Linked DNA regions of Mus musculus: region 2 is linked to region 1. Evidence: chromatin contacts called from public Hi-C data. All regions are on one chromosome and are shown on one strand. Each heading gives the region's core, a stretch centred on a gene start, on an enhancer-like site or on the middle of the called end of the contact. The rest is flanking DNA. Distances are from core to core; before and after follow the strand shown.

The links. A called contact is a pair of places that touch in the nucleus more often than the background predicts.
Region 2: a contact with region 1 is called in a Hi-C map of cerebellum, with 2.6 times the contacts expected there. The contact joins two enhancer-like sites. A contact is called at or near these places in 1 of 39 promoter capture datasets (liver), 1 of 15 datasets of contacts at CTCF or cohesin (pro-B cells), 36 of 484 Hi-C or Micro-C datasets (adipose-derived mesenchymal stem cells, brain, cerebellar granule neurons and 21 more) and 10 of 115 datasets of contacts at active chromatin or transcription factors (SST interneurons, astrocytes, embryonic forebrain and 6 more).

The regions. Positions count from the first base shown.
Region 1 is chr2:161,213,750-161,220,330 of GRCm38.p6, forward strand. No RefSeq gene overlaps it. Among named protein-coding and RNA genes, the nearest start is that of Chd6, 110 kb to the left of the region's middle. Within about 2 kb of position 2,227, at least 10 of the 459 cell types and tissues checked have an H3K27ac peak or open chromatin away from gene starts, as enhancers often do. A contact at or near this core is called in cerebellum and neural tube, where this site is marked.
Region 2 is chr2:161,510,664-161,517,732 of GRCm38.p6, forward strand. No RefSeq gene overlaps it. Among named protein-coding and RNA genes, the nearest start is that of Gm35374, 120 kb to the left of the region's middle. Within about 2 kb of position 1,493, at least 50 of the 459 cell types and tissues checked have an H3K27ac peak or open chromatin away from gene starts, as enhancers often do. A contact at or near this core is called in cerebellum and neural tube, where this site is marked.

The DNA.
Region 1 (6,581 bases), core at 977-3,476:
AAGTACCCAAGGAGCTAAAGGGGTCTGCAACCCTATAGGTGGAAAAACAATATGAACTAACCAGTACCCCAGAGCTCATGTCTCTAGCTGCATATGTATCAGAAGATGGCCTAGTTGGCCATCAGTAGAAAGAGAGGCCCATTAGTCGTGCAAACTTTATATGCCCCAGTACAGGGGAACGCCAGGGCCAAGAAGTGGGAGTGGGTGGGTAGGGGAGTGGGGAGGGGTATGGGGGACTTTTGGGATAGCATTGGAAATGTAAATGAAGAAAATACCTAATAAAAAAATCCAAGTGTGGGTCCATGCGTGGTGAAGTACACATGTAGAGGGGATGACACAAGAGGTCTCCAGGGGCTTGCTAGGTGGCCAGTCTTGTTGAACAATCGACTTCCAGGCTCAGTGAGAGATCACATCTCAAAACTAAGGTGGTAGTCAATAGAGGCAAACAGGCAACACCGTGTCTCCGTGGGCAGACAGTGGATGGCTTGTGAACTGTGACCTTTCTATAGTTTGGATCTGAACCAGCGCATATGCCAGGTAGAGCAATGTGTATTTCTCAGGGAAGTAGATTGTATTTTATTTTATTTTTTTGAGACAGGGTTTCTCTATGTAGCCCTGGCTGTTCTGGAGCTCATTCTGTAGACCAGACTGGCCTCGAACTCAGAAATTCGCCTGCTTCTGCCTCCCAAGTGCTGGGGTTAAAGGTGTGTGCCACCATGCCCTGCGGGAAGTAGAATTTTTGTTTTCTGTTTAATAGTAGTATTTTTGAGACAGAAAAGTTAGTCCTGGATGGTGTCAAATTAATAGCAATCTCCCTGCCTTAGTTTTTCAAGTTCTGGGATTATAGGTGTGTGCCACCAGGCCTGTCTGAATCGAGTTTTCTTGAAAATATCAAGGTTACACAGTGTTGCAACCACTCTGAATTGGGGCATTGATTTTTACTTTTTTTTCTATTTTTATAAAGGTTGAGAAGTGAGTGGACCAGATTGCAAAGCAGCCCGACAAGATATCCTTATTAAGATAAAATTGTGAATTTTCAGAAAGCACGGGTACACATCAGACAGCTGAAGGGACAGACGTAGACCCGTGGTGTTCTCAAAAGCGCCACAAGATGGCGCTGCTGCTGCTTCCCAGTCCCGACTACAGAGAAACTGCCAGCAGTGGCTGGAACAGTTAGTCAGAAGTTCTCTACAAGTTTGAAGTGATTACCCAGTGAACATATTTCTTAAGTAATCTTCAACTTTGGCTGCTGGAGAGCTCCTCACAATGAGGCCGTTTGAAACGGGCTCCGTATAAGCCTTGCTCTCTTGGTCATGTTTGTCAGAGTCTGGGACATCAAGCTTAAGGGAAGGAAAATGGCTGGCTGGTCAAACTGCCACAGGGACAAACTGCCGCAAAACACCAGCACCAGGAGTCCTTTTGCATCAAACTCTTGATTGTTCTTTCTGGCAGAAGCCAGACTTACGAGGTTTCCCCATCCTTCTTCCTAGGTCTTCTTCCAGGTATCCAGCTGGTCCCCCAGCAGTTGCAACATTGAAATTAGACTTGTTTGTGTGAGGCTCTGCCCGAAAGCTGCAGAGAAGCTAGTATTTAGACATGATGGCCCGGGCATGCGTGACTGCATGCATGCATGAATCCATCTGTCCATTTCAGGGCTCCAGGCAGTATGGTAGGAGCTGGAAAATACAGCAAACCTGATAGCTACCTATCTGAATTTGTGTGTGTGTGTCTGGCTCCTGACCTGGAATCTTGCTCGTGGTAGGGACTCCTTTCTTTTCAGCTCCCCCTTTGGTGTCTTTATGCTTGAATGGAGTCTCACAGTTTGATTATTTGAACTGTAACGTTCATGCGGCTTCTGGAAAAATCCCCAACAACCCTGTCTGCCTCTGATCACATCCTCTGGCGGACAAAACAAGCTGACCTGAGTCTGGGTGACGAACCAACCTTGCTTGACTGGCCCTGAGAATGGAGATAACCCTGGAAGGCAGAATACTACTTTTAAAACGAGGAGTGATGGCTTCCCAAGATGGGAGATTTTCAGCGCTACAATCCAACAAACCTGGGCAGATAGGGATGAGCGGATCACCTTGGGCCAGTTCTCTCTTACATCCCTGAGAGACCTGGCCTCTTTGTCTTTCTCCTCCTCAGTGTTTCTGAGGTCTGTGCTGCCCTTGGCACTCCTGGCAGTCCTTGTTTGTCCTGTGCTGGCCGGCTTTGAGGCTGACTGGTGGGAGGCTCAGTGTGGGAAGGAAGACATGGCTTAGCAGTGTTCACCTCGGACAGGCGCGGCTGTACCTCTCAGCCTCAGCTCCTTTTATTGTAAGATAGGTATAATTATCCCTGCCTCACGTTTGTTGAGAGGATCAGGAGAGATCATGCATACAAAGTGTCAGGTATGAACCTGAGCATGAGAGCATAGCCCGATGTCGATAATGCATTCAACAACAACAACAACAACAAATCCTGCACAGAATAGTGGCAGGAGGGAGAGGTTCAGGGCTGCAGAATCCAGGGCGAGTACCAAAATGGAGAGGCCAAACAGTATGGGTGTGGCTGGGCAAAACGGTGTGGGTGTGAGTAGGACTCTGGTCTCTCAGCAACCTAAGATGAAATAGATTTTACTCTGATGACAGCAGGGAATCACTGAGGGATTTAATGGCTCCATCAGTTTGGGTCGTCATCCCTAGCTGCTTTGTGGATGTAATTCTGGTCACGCAGTGCCTATAATTCCTGTACAGTAGCGGGAGGGGCACAGGGCAGTGCATGTGATCAAGATACATTGTATACCTGTATAGACCTGTCAGATAATAAACATGTTTATTAAACTAGGTACTTTGTTTCTTTGTATTTTTCCCTTACAACCTCCTCAATTCATTCACCTTTCCTTTCAACTGAGTTCTATTATTATTTAAATCAGGGTTGAAGGCCTTGACAGGAGGTGAGGGTTTTCAGGACCTACATCTCCAATAGATCCATTCCTGGTCTGTCAGTTTCATCCTAGCTGGGCTGTGGAATACTGGGTCTCAGGCTGCTAGCCGCTTGGACCAGTGACAGAGCCAGGAGAAGCTGAGTGCTCTGGTCCTAGGATCAGTCTCCTGATTTCTTGAGCTGCTCTTTCTGTATGGCAGGTGAGCTCTGAGCATCGGTGTTCTCTGTATTTCCATGTCCCTGACATCAGGTGCATTCTAGGGATTTATACTTGTCGCTGGCGCTGAGAACCACCGGTTTTGACTTCTATTATTTCCATCTTATGTAGGACTTGCTGTCCTTGCAAATCCCCATTCCCCTCCTCACTTAAGACTGTCAGTCTCTTGGAAAGGGTGTGTGTATGCATGCTCTTGGTTGGGAGAAAGATTGGGGGTAATGTGGGAGGGTATTACAGTACTTAGTAGAGCAAATTCACGGTTGGACCAGGTCTATAGAAGGGGTCTTAGTACAGTCCTGCTATACTAAGTCCAATCTCTGAGAGTCAGTCTACCATATGAGTCATAGGAGTCCAGATTTTCCCACAGGGCAACTTCTGGAGTACTTAGAAGTCCATGTTTGGGGTTGAGTCAATAGAGTGGCTGGCTGTTAAAAGTGAGGTGACTAGGTGACAGTTCAGGAGACAGTGGGGGGTTTTGTGTATTGTTTTTTTTGGTTCCCAGCTGCTTCCCCTTGACGTGATGCTGGAGTGATAACATCTGATCCCAAAGTCCTTTCACCTAATCCATTCCCAAGAGCCCTCAGATTCAATACCTTTGTTTTCTGAACCTAAGGAAAAGGTTGCAGGCTCAGCAGAGAATGAGAAAGAGGGAGGGAGAGGGAGAGGGAGAGGGAGAGAACACTTCTGCCACAACAGTGAGAATGAAGGGCGATGTAGCAGCCAAGTGTGCCCCCCCCCCCCAGGAATAGCAGGGGTCACTGTCACTGTGAAAACAGGAATGAGTCCCAAAGGGATCAAGGGAGTGCTATACAGAGTTTTCCCAGGGGATGGAAGGGACCTGGGGTGGCCTTTACTGAAGGAAAGAGAATGGACCACACAATGAATACGGGCTAGTTCTTCCCACAGAGTCTCTACCTGACTCCCATCAGCTAGCCTTTGGCCCCTTTGTGGGCTGCTGTGTACACATCTCTTAATCCATAGCTTTGCCCCTTGGCACATCTGGTATTACACATCAGTGGGGAAGCAGAAGTCGGTATGGGTCCCTCTGATTCCATGATAAGGATAACTAACCCCTGGAAGATTCCAATTTTTCCATCCTTAAAGTCCTTTAAAAATTTTAAATAACAATATTCCTGTATGTTTGCTCTGAGGATTAAACTAGACAAATACCACAATGTGTCTGGCTCAATGGCTGGCTTAGAGTGAGTTCCTCAGATTCTAGACCCTCTAAGCTCACCACTCCCAGAGTGGCCTCTGCGTCACACTTGGAATCACTTGCTGCACAGAGCCCCCAGTTGTCCCTCTGCTCTCTCCTGAAGAGCACCGCAAACTGTTTCCAGACTCACAGGTGCTATGAATGGTGCCGTGTCAGCAATAAATGGGAATGGCTGCCATCTGTGGTAAATTCACGTTGGAAATTGAATCCTGATCCTGCACAGTGAAGCTGAAGATGTCTGGGCCATTCTGTTCCGTCCGTATGCGTGGGTCAACAATGCTACCAGAGGGTCTTGTGGGAGTGGGTGGCTTCACTTCTCTTTTGCAGTATGGGGAAGAATGCAGAATTGTCCCTTGTGTCACAGGGGGATGCGGAAAGGAGGCCCTCGAGGAACGGGTTAATACGCTGATCTCAGACCCAACCTTCAATACTGTGAGGGATTACTGTCTCTTTTTTATAAATTACCTGGCCTCATGAATTATGTAATAATATTACTAGCACCAGACAGACTAAGGTAACATCTATTACTCTGAGTTAATGAGCTTGCTGTCCCTCCCTGCTGTAGCCAAGATTCTGCGCAGGGTAAATCAGAGAGCATGTACCATTGTTCTGCTTAAAAGGCATAACACAGTTCCAACTGCCCCCAGGTAGTGTTGACAATCTGAAGTGCGACACCCATGGTCTGGTTGCTGTCTGATCTCTCCCCATCACTCTCCCTCAGCACACTTTTGCTTGTCCCCCACAATCATTTGGGGTACACTGTGTCCAGTCTGAGATTATGATCTATGTGAACTCCCAGAACTCTTGAAAAAAAAAATAACTGGTTCAGTTTTTTGCTCAAATCAAGTAACTTTTGCTATCCTTAGAGCTGTCGCCTTGTATCAACTGACCATTCTGTTCCGTGCTTCAGGTGGGCTCAGCCTTGCCAGCACTGTGGGTGCACACCTGAGCTCCTTTTGCTCACTGTGATGCTATGGTCTGTCTCCCTGGTGCAAGGCTGCTGCTTTTCCGCCACACTGACTAGTGGCACAGTTGAAGTGTCATGTACTCGAATTTTTGCCTACACCCATGAATGAGACAGTAGAAATTAGTCTTTAGTGTCCCCAAGGTTTGAAAATTACAGATTTGACTACACATGTATAAAGCCTGAAAGCTTTTTTTTACTTTCCTATTAGAGACATTTTACTCACATGTCTGCCTGGCACCCACCCTGCAACCATGTTAAATAGGTAGGTGTGTGTGTGTGTGTGTGTGTGTGTGTGTGTGTGAGAGAGAGAGAGAGAGAGAGAGAGAGAGAGAGAGAGAGACGATCATGCCAAGGTGTGTGTGTGTAGGTCACAGATTTCTGTACCTGTTTTTCCCTTCTACCTTGGTTTGAGAAAGAGTCTATTTTATTGTTTGATGGTGTACATGCCGCACCAGCTGGCCTGTGAGCTTCGAGGGACTCTTTAGCCTTGGCTCCCATCTCTCTGCAGGATTACAAGGATTACAGATGTGTGCTGTTACGCCCAACTTTGTATGGATTTTGGGGATTCAAAGTTAGGTTCTCATTCGTGTGCATAAGCTAAACTCCCTGAGTTGTTTACTCAGCCCACAGCTGTGTATTTATATCTGTCTCAATCAATCTCATGCTATTTTAAAATGGCATTTGAGTTCCTGGACAAATTTCTTTGTTATCTGGGAAATAGTGGCGATGAAATCCACAAGTCCCTTTGCACACGAACAGAAATGTTCACTGCAGTCATGTGAGCAGTCCTCGGAAATAAGGTGAAAAAGCCAACCAGGCCTTTGAGTTTGGTGACTATACAGTTTACTGCAGGTTTTGTTTGGATTTGTTGTACGGGAGATAATTTGACTGAGGGCTTTTCTTTCATGTTTGTGTGTGTGTGTGAGAGAGTTTTGTCAGATTCTACCAAATTGTGTTTGGAAAATGTGTTGTGTGTTATCTTTATTTCTTAAAAAGCCCCAAACTACACTTATTAATTAATTAGCTCACTCACTCACTTGTCTACTGAGTAACTAACTCACTATCTCACTCATTAACTAATTAATTAATTTGTGTGTGTGTGCAGGTGCATGTCTGGGCATATGCATACCACCCATGGATGTGGAGTTCAGAGGACAGCTTGAAGAAGTGGGTCTCAGGAATCGAACTCAGATCGCTAGACTTGGTAGCAATTGCCGTTGCTCACTGAGCCATCTTGATGCTTTAGTTTTTAT
Region 2 (7,069 bases), core at 243-2,742, 300 kb after region 1:
TCTGATAGTCTAATAAAAGTAGTAATTCACATTTTCAAAAATTTACAGCTTTCCAAATATATTTGTTAGTTATGTAGTCTGAGACTTTTTACCTGATGAGATGGAAATTATTATTCTCAAGTTTTACATAGAGCAAGTCAGTCCCTAAGAGCCCTTAGGAAACGTACCCATCACAATAGATCTGTCACAGGAATTTAAGTTTTGTGATTCCTGGGCAAGAAGGACTTTCTAGTAGACGAGGCTGGAAATTACAAAGAGCAGGTAGGGATAATTTGAAAGGCTAGAGTTGTCCTTCATGGACCTGAGTCCCTTTTGTTTTATTACAAAAGATTGGTAGCTTTGTGTTATGGGATGGATAAGAGGGATTAATTAATACAAGTCAGGCAGCCCTCTATCTAGCCCATGATATAAAGTCTCTTTTCTCCTCTTCTTTCTAGTCAGTCTCTCTTCCCTTCCCTCCCTCTTTTTTCCTCCCTCCTTCCCCTTCCCTCCATTCTTCCCCCTTATCTCCCATCCTCCCTTTCTTTACTGCCTCTCTTTTTCTTCTTTCTTTCTGAAGTCTTGGGGAATACCGGAACCAATTCCCAGCTGTTAGTCCATCTCTCTAAAGGTTGGAAGCTACCATTCTGGGATGCTTAGGCGGGGTGGGGAGTGCATCTCTGGAGTGGGTCCTCATTGACTTGTAAAGTTGAGATCATCATAACTGGATCTCTTACATTATATGCATTTAATTCCCCTTCCTGTGACCTCTATGGAGGCTATTTCTTACATACAAAATACCTTAACCTCTTAAGCTACAACTTGTTTGATTTCTGGCTGGGGCCCACCTAGAAGCTCCACTTTTTCTGTTTTACTAAAGGCAGGCATACCTTGTAGGCTCTTCTCTTTCCTGTAGTGGGCCATGGTTTCTAGAAATTTTGTTTGATCGACTCTTTGGTAATCCATATTCCAGTGCAGAATACTACAATCTCATTTCATACTTTGTTATTAGCGCGTTCTCACGCCCGGCCAGGAAGAACACAACAGACCAGAATCTTCTGCGGCAAAACTTTATTGCTTACATCTTCAGGAGCAGGAGTGCAAAAACCCCAAACCCCAAAAACGAAAGCCCCCTTCTTACATCTTTAGGAGCCAGAGCTCCGGCGCGCCGGGGCGCAGAGCGCGCTCTATTGTTTACATCTTTAGGCAGCGAGAGAGCGCAGGGCGCGCAGAGCCAGAGAGATGCCAGCGAGAGAGAATGGCGGAAACCCCGTCCCCTTTTTTAGGAGCGTTATATTTCGCCTAGGACGCATCACTCCCTGATTGGCTGCAGCCCATGGCCGAGCTGACGTTCACGGGAAAGGCAGAGTACAAGTAGTCATAAAATACCCTTGGCACATGCGCAGATTATTTGTTTACCACTTAGAACACAGGATGTCAGCGCCATCTTGTGACGGCGAATGTGGGGGCGGCTCCCAACAATACTTCAGGCATCAGTGATCAACATCTGATTTCAGACCATTTGGACTGGACTTATATGAGTCAGTAGGACTACTTCCTGGTGAATTATGATTTTAAAAACATATTGCTTAAAAATTTCATACATGTCTGGATAAAATTTATGTATACAATGTATCTTGATCATATCTATCCCCTACTGTTCCCATCATCTCCCCTCAGGATTCCCTAATCACATCTCCCTCCCAATCTGCTGGCTTATTTACTTATTATTCTGTAACCCACTGAGTCTGATTTCTGCTGCCCATATGCCCATAGGCATTAGGGTCATCCACTGAGGCATGGCCAACCACCCAGTAGCCATAATCCTAAAGAAAATACTGACTTTGATACCTGAGCAGCCATCAGCTGCCAATAGTACTTTAGCTAGGGGTGGCACAACAGGAGTGTCTTCGTCTTCCATGTTGGAATTTTTAACTGGCGTGATCTTGTGCAGGTAATCACTGCCATTGTGAGTCCATATTTATAGCAGCCATGCCATGTCTGGAGAACAATCTTTTGAAGCCCTCCTCCCCATTCTCTGGCTCTTGAACCCTTTCTCTCTCTTCTGCAATGTTCCTGCAACTCGGCTGCTGGGGGTGGGTGTAGATCCAGATGGCCTTTCTACAGCTGAGCACTCACAGTTACACATACTCAGCACTTTGGAGAGCAGTCCATCCCTGCACTGCCACTCACCACCGCAAAGGCGGGAATAATACACACCCATGGGATATAAACACAAATATTTAGAAGCAGTTTGACCTGACCATTAGAAAAATAATAATATGTTCTCCCTTAAGACCTATGACTTCCCTAGCATTGGGTTTTGACTATGTTTATAGCACCAGTCATGAATCCTGTCCTGGAGATCAGGCCTCAAATCTAATCATGAGAGCAATTGTGACTTCTATAGGCAGCACAGTTTGCATCCTCAGACCCTGTGAGCATTCTGCGGTGCATGCTTCAGAGATAGGCCTTTCTCCTGGTATTGGCAGAGAATAAACTCTGATGCATTAATTTAAAATGTGGTTGCAATTATTAAATCTTCCAAGGAGTTTAGAATATGCCTCAATCTATTCAAAGAAAACACCTTCAGATGTTTCATTTCTCCAGTTGCAGTGGTAAGGAGAATTGGTCACATTTTTCTCTCAGTGAGAGTATATCCCTTGTGGCTCCCTTTGGCTCTTGTGGCCAGGCTACTGTCTTTCTGGTTCTGACAAGCAGGACAGGAATTGTCTTAGCACATTTCCCCTCTGTAGGGAGCCACAGTCTGTTAGGACATATGGTGACTCTCTGAGGAGCCTTTAGCTCATGCTTATTCAATGACCCTGGGGCAGCTTTAGTCATCTCTGGGGAATGGAATGCCAAAGCTGACTGGGTGTCCCTGTGGGCCTCTGTTGGAGGCATTAGTGATGGCTGATCACTCTCCAAGGCTACTCTCAGAAAGACAGATGGAGTCACCTCTGAGGAAGATTCTTCGCTTGGCTTCTTATTTTGCACAGAACCTGTTGGCTGTACCTTGTGGAGTGATGTGTAAGTCCTGGGGGAAGCTTTAATCATTTTTTTTTCAAGCCCACTAACAATATTAAAGTAAGTCTTAACTTACTTCTATCTTTGGTTTGCATATTCTCAACCAGGAAAGGCCATTTATTGACACTGGTTCAGATGCCTTCAGCAGTGAGCTGGGGATGTCTGTTCTCAAGTTGCTCAGAGAAGGGAGAAGGCCAAGAAAAGGAGGATAGACCAGAGATTTTTCTATTTTCATAGGGAGAGGGGCTGAGACTGGAGTTGGTGGCTAAATAAGGCTTGAATTTATCACACATGTTCTAATTGTATCACAGAGAGAATGTATTCATGTGCCACTTGTGTAATTAAAAGTCAGGACAAGGAATAATGTGAACATTTCAGTCTTAAATACTAGCATTAATGGATACATTGGATACAGCAAAACCCCCTCAATGAAATTAAACCCAGAAGGCAACAAAATTCTGATAAGGTAATTTATAAAAGACTTCCCCCTTCTAATTTTCCCCTGCCTTTGATCAATGGATACTTGACAACATAAAACAAGTTTTATTCAGATTATACATTGATAAATGTCAACACAGCTTTCTACCATTGAATGTGACAAGCGAGCTCCAAGGAATTGACTAAACTATATTCCTACAATGGTATTACATGGTTTTCATCATTGTAGCTCATTTAAAAATTATTTGGTGACTCTCACCTGTTCATTTGTTCAGATAATTTAAAAATTATTTTTAAAGATATCTACTAAAAGATTTATATGGGCTTGATTGAAGTCAAATTAAATATATATTACTAATCTTACGAGAACATGTTAGGATAGTCTTTCTGATTGAATCCAGGGGCAATGTAATGAGTTTGGCGACACTAAGACATTCATTCTGGAGAGGCCACTTTGATTGCTCTCCCAGCCAACAGCCAATGTTCACAGCTGCCACATTCATCTGTTATTTTTTGACAACTACCAGACATGATTTAAACCATTCAAAGATGACTTCTGACTTTACAGACACCTGATTGTATAACAGGGCCTAAGTAGCATGGTCCAATGAACTCCTTCTGAATTCCTGGGCTATACAGTCATGACTAAAATAAAAATGGTTGGGGCTAGTTTGTTACCCAGCATTCACTGTATTACCACTGCCTTAGTTTTACTTGCTGAAATTTCACTGGTTATACAGACATTAGTCAAAAATACCAAAATAAATAAATAAAGAAGAATAAGAATAAAAGACGTAATTATTCATGACTTCAGTAGAAATACCCTTAAATTTTTTTCATTCTTTGATATGTTTACTCTCTGGGCACTCTTTAGTAATATCTTCAAATGTTTAATGGTGAAGGATCACAAGATTTCTTTATCACATACAGAAGTTCTGGTGATTAGCTTCTAGATGTGATTGGCTTCCACGTGCTCATTCAGCGATCCATCAGTCACTCATTCTACTCCTGGACTGCCTACAACTTAAGCACTCCCTTGGTTGATGAGGCAGGGAAGGAAAATGCTGGAGGCTCTCTCACCAGGCAGGAAGCACATTCTGCCATAAAACTGGGACACATCAGTTCTACTTAAGCTCGTTGGCCAGGACTTGGCATCTGGCCTTAACTAGTAGGAATGACAGGAGGAAGAAACCGTGATCTTTCTCTTTGCTGGGTAAAGAAGTGAGCACAGGGGAACCCTTGCAGTGCCCAGGATTCATGAGTTTAACTCTTATTCTAACACAATGTCTGACCATTAGTACCTTGCTCAGACTATTTAATCAAGAATCAATATTAAATTTTGTGAAATGATTTTTCAATATTTATTAAGGCGATACTATGTCTTCTTCCTTTTCTTATAGACTCTTAATATTGAACTATTTTTAAATTTCTGGCATACAGTTAGACATGGTACATTGCCTTTAAAAGTCAGATGAATATGATCATTGAAATTTAGCAAAATGTTTTTCATTTATAAATGATTAGTCTAGATGTTCTCTCTCTCTCTCTCTCTCTCTCTCTCTCTCTCTCTCTCTCCCCCTCTCTCTCTCTCTCTGTGTATGTATGTGTGTGTGTGTGAGAGAGAGAGACAGAGACAGAGACAGAGACAGAGAGACAGAAAGAGACAGAGAGAGACACACACAGACTTGGTATTCTATTTTTGCTCTGTCATTGAGGAACTTTGGTTCATATTTTGGAATAGTATGTACTGCATAATTCTTTTTTTGAAAGCTTGACTGAACTCATTTATGAACATCTGCTATTATATATTTTAAAGCAGAATTACCAATTAAAACATTTTTTCCTCTGATAATGGATTTACTTGGATTTTCTAGTTGTTGAGTGAATTTAGGTAATATTCATGCATTTCCAAAATAATCCAATCAATTGCAATGCTCACATTTACTACCTAGAATTGCTTATAATGTCCTTTAATAAAGCTGTATAATTTCCTCTTTTGCTAATATATCCATTTCTGTTTTCTAATTTTGAATATTTATCTTTTTATCTTGATTAGATTTTTTCAGCAGTTTATTTCATTAGAGACAATAATAATAACAACAAAAATAAGTTCTTAGATTCAGCCATCAAATCTGGTGTCTCCTGCGTCAGACTTTTCTTAACAGGGACTTGATTTTATAGTCAGACACATACACTGATTCTTCCAAGTGGGCCTTTGCTTTTATACTCCTTTGTCTTTTCAAATGTCTGATGATGCTCTACTGTTGGTCCACACTTACAAGGGTACTAAGTCTGTGCAGTATTTATAGTTGCTGGGGAGTATCATGTAGGAACCAGAAGGAAAGGGAATGAGAAACTAACATTTGCTGTTCTCTTTTCTATGCCAGCTTAGAAATGGCCAGGGTGCTTAGTTGAGATGGTGCAGAGAACTGGCTCCTGAGCCTCATACACATTGAAGATAATCATATCTCTGTTCAGCATTGTATGGAAACTGCATGCTATCACTTTACGCCTTTACATAATGTCCTCCATCACAAGCTGGCTGCCCATTCTGTTCTCCCAGTTTGTCAGGAGCTGTGTCCTTCCAGGAAGAAGAGGAGGGGGGAGGAGGAAAAAGAGAAAGAAGAGGAAGAGGAGGAGGAAAAAGAGAAAGAAGAGGAAGAGGAGGAGGAAGAGGAGGAGGAGGAAGCTAGGCATAAGTATAGCTGCCGAATCTTGCATGGATTCTGGATCCTAACATTACAGACTCATCCCCACACTAACCATCTCATTGTGCCGTCTTACCAAAAATGGGTTTCTAAAAAAGAACACCCTTCCTGCCCTTTTGTTCTCTACTGGAAAGGTCTGTTAACTCTTTGCAGCAAAATCGGAGATGGTAGGACTCTTTTTCCTAAATCTGAGAAGCAAATCAACTGTGTGATATCTAGGATAAACCAGGGACTCGGTAAAAACCTCTTCCACTCGAGTAGTTTTACACTAACACTTGATTAAAAGCTTAACTGAACACTTGGCAGCCCTCCATGGGCGTTGGCAGGTTATCAGCTGAGAATGGGAGATTGTGCATCGCTTGAATCTACTTTCCTAGATGGTATTTCCCTAAAAGCAAAGCCTGAGACAGTGTTTATTAATATTTGGGGATATCATTTCAGTATCAGGGAGGTTGAGAGGGTTAAGACAGGGAAGATAAATTAACAGGGGCCATTCTCTCCTCTGTATGTCTTGGTGGCATATTAGTGCTAGGTGAGTGTCCTTGCTCTTAGAGCACCAGATCACGATGGGGAAGATAGCAAGCATTATAGACCGTGGTTAAAGAAACCAGAGAAGAGTTCTGATGAAATCTGCAAAAGCCTCCTTAGAAATGGCCACCACACCCATGGTTAGCAGCCGAGTTTGAGAGAACCTTAAGTAATGCATTGTCGTAAGGTGCCTGCTTTTCTGGACATAGACTAGTACTCATTCAGCTGGTGGTATCCCACCTCTCCCTGTCTCCCTCGGTGGTACTCCAAAAAGACAGGAGCTATGGAAGATAAAATCCCCAGTATGCTTTGCTACATATTTCTTCCTACCATTCTGTCTTTTTCCTAATGTAATCCTTTTCTCTCAGGAAATAGAAATGGACCATTGA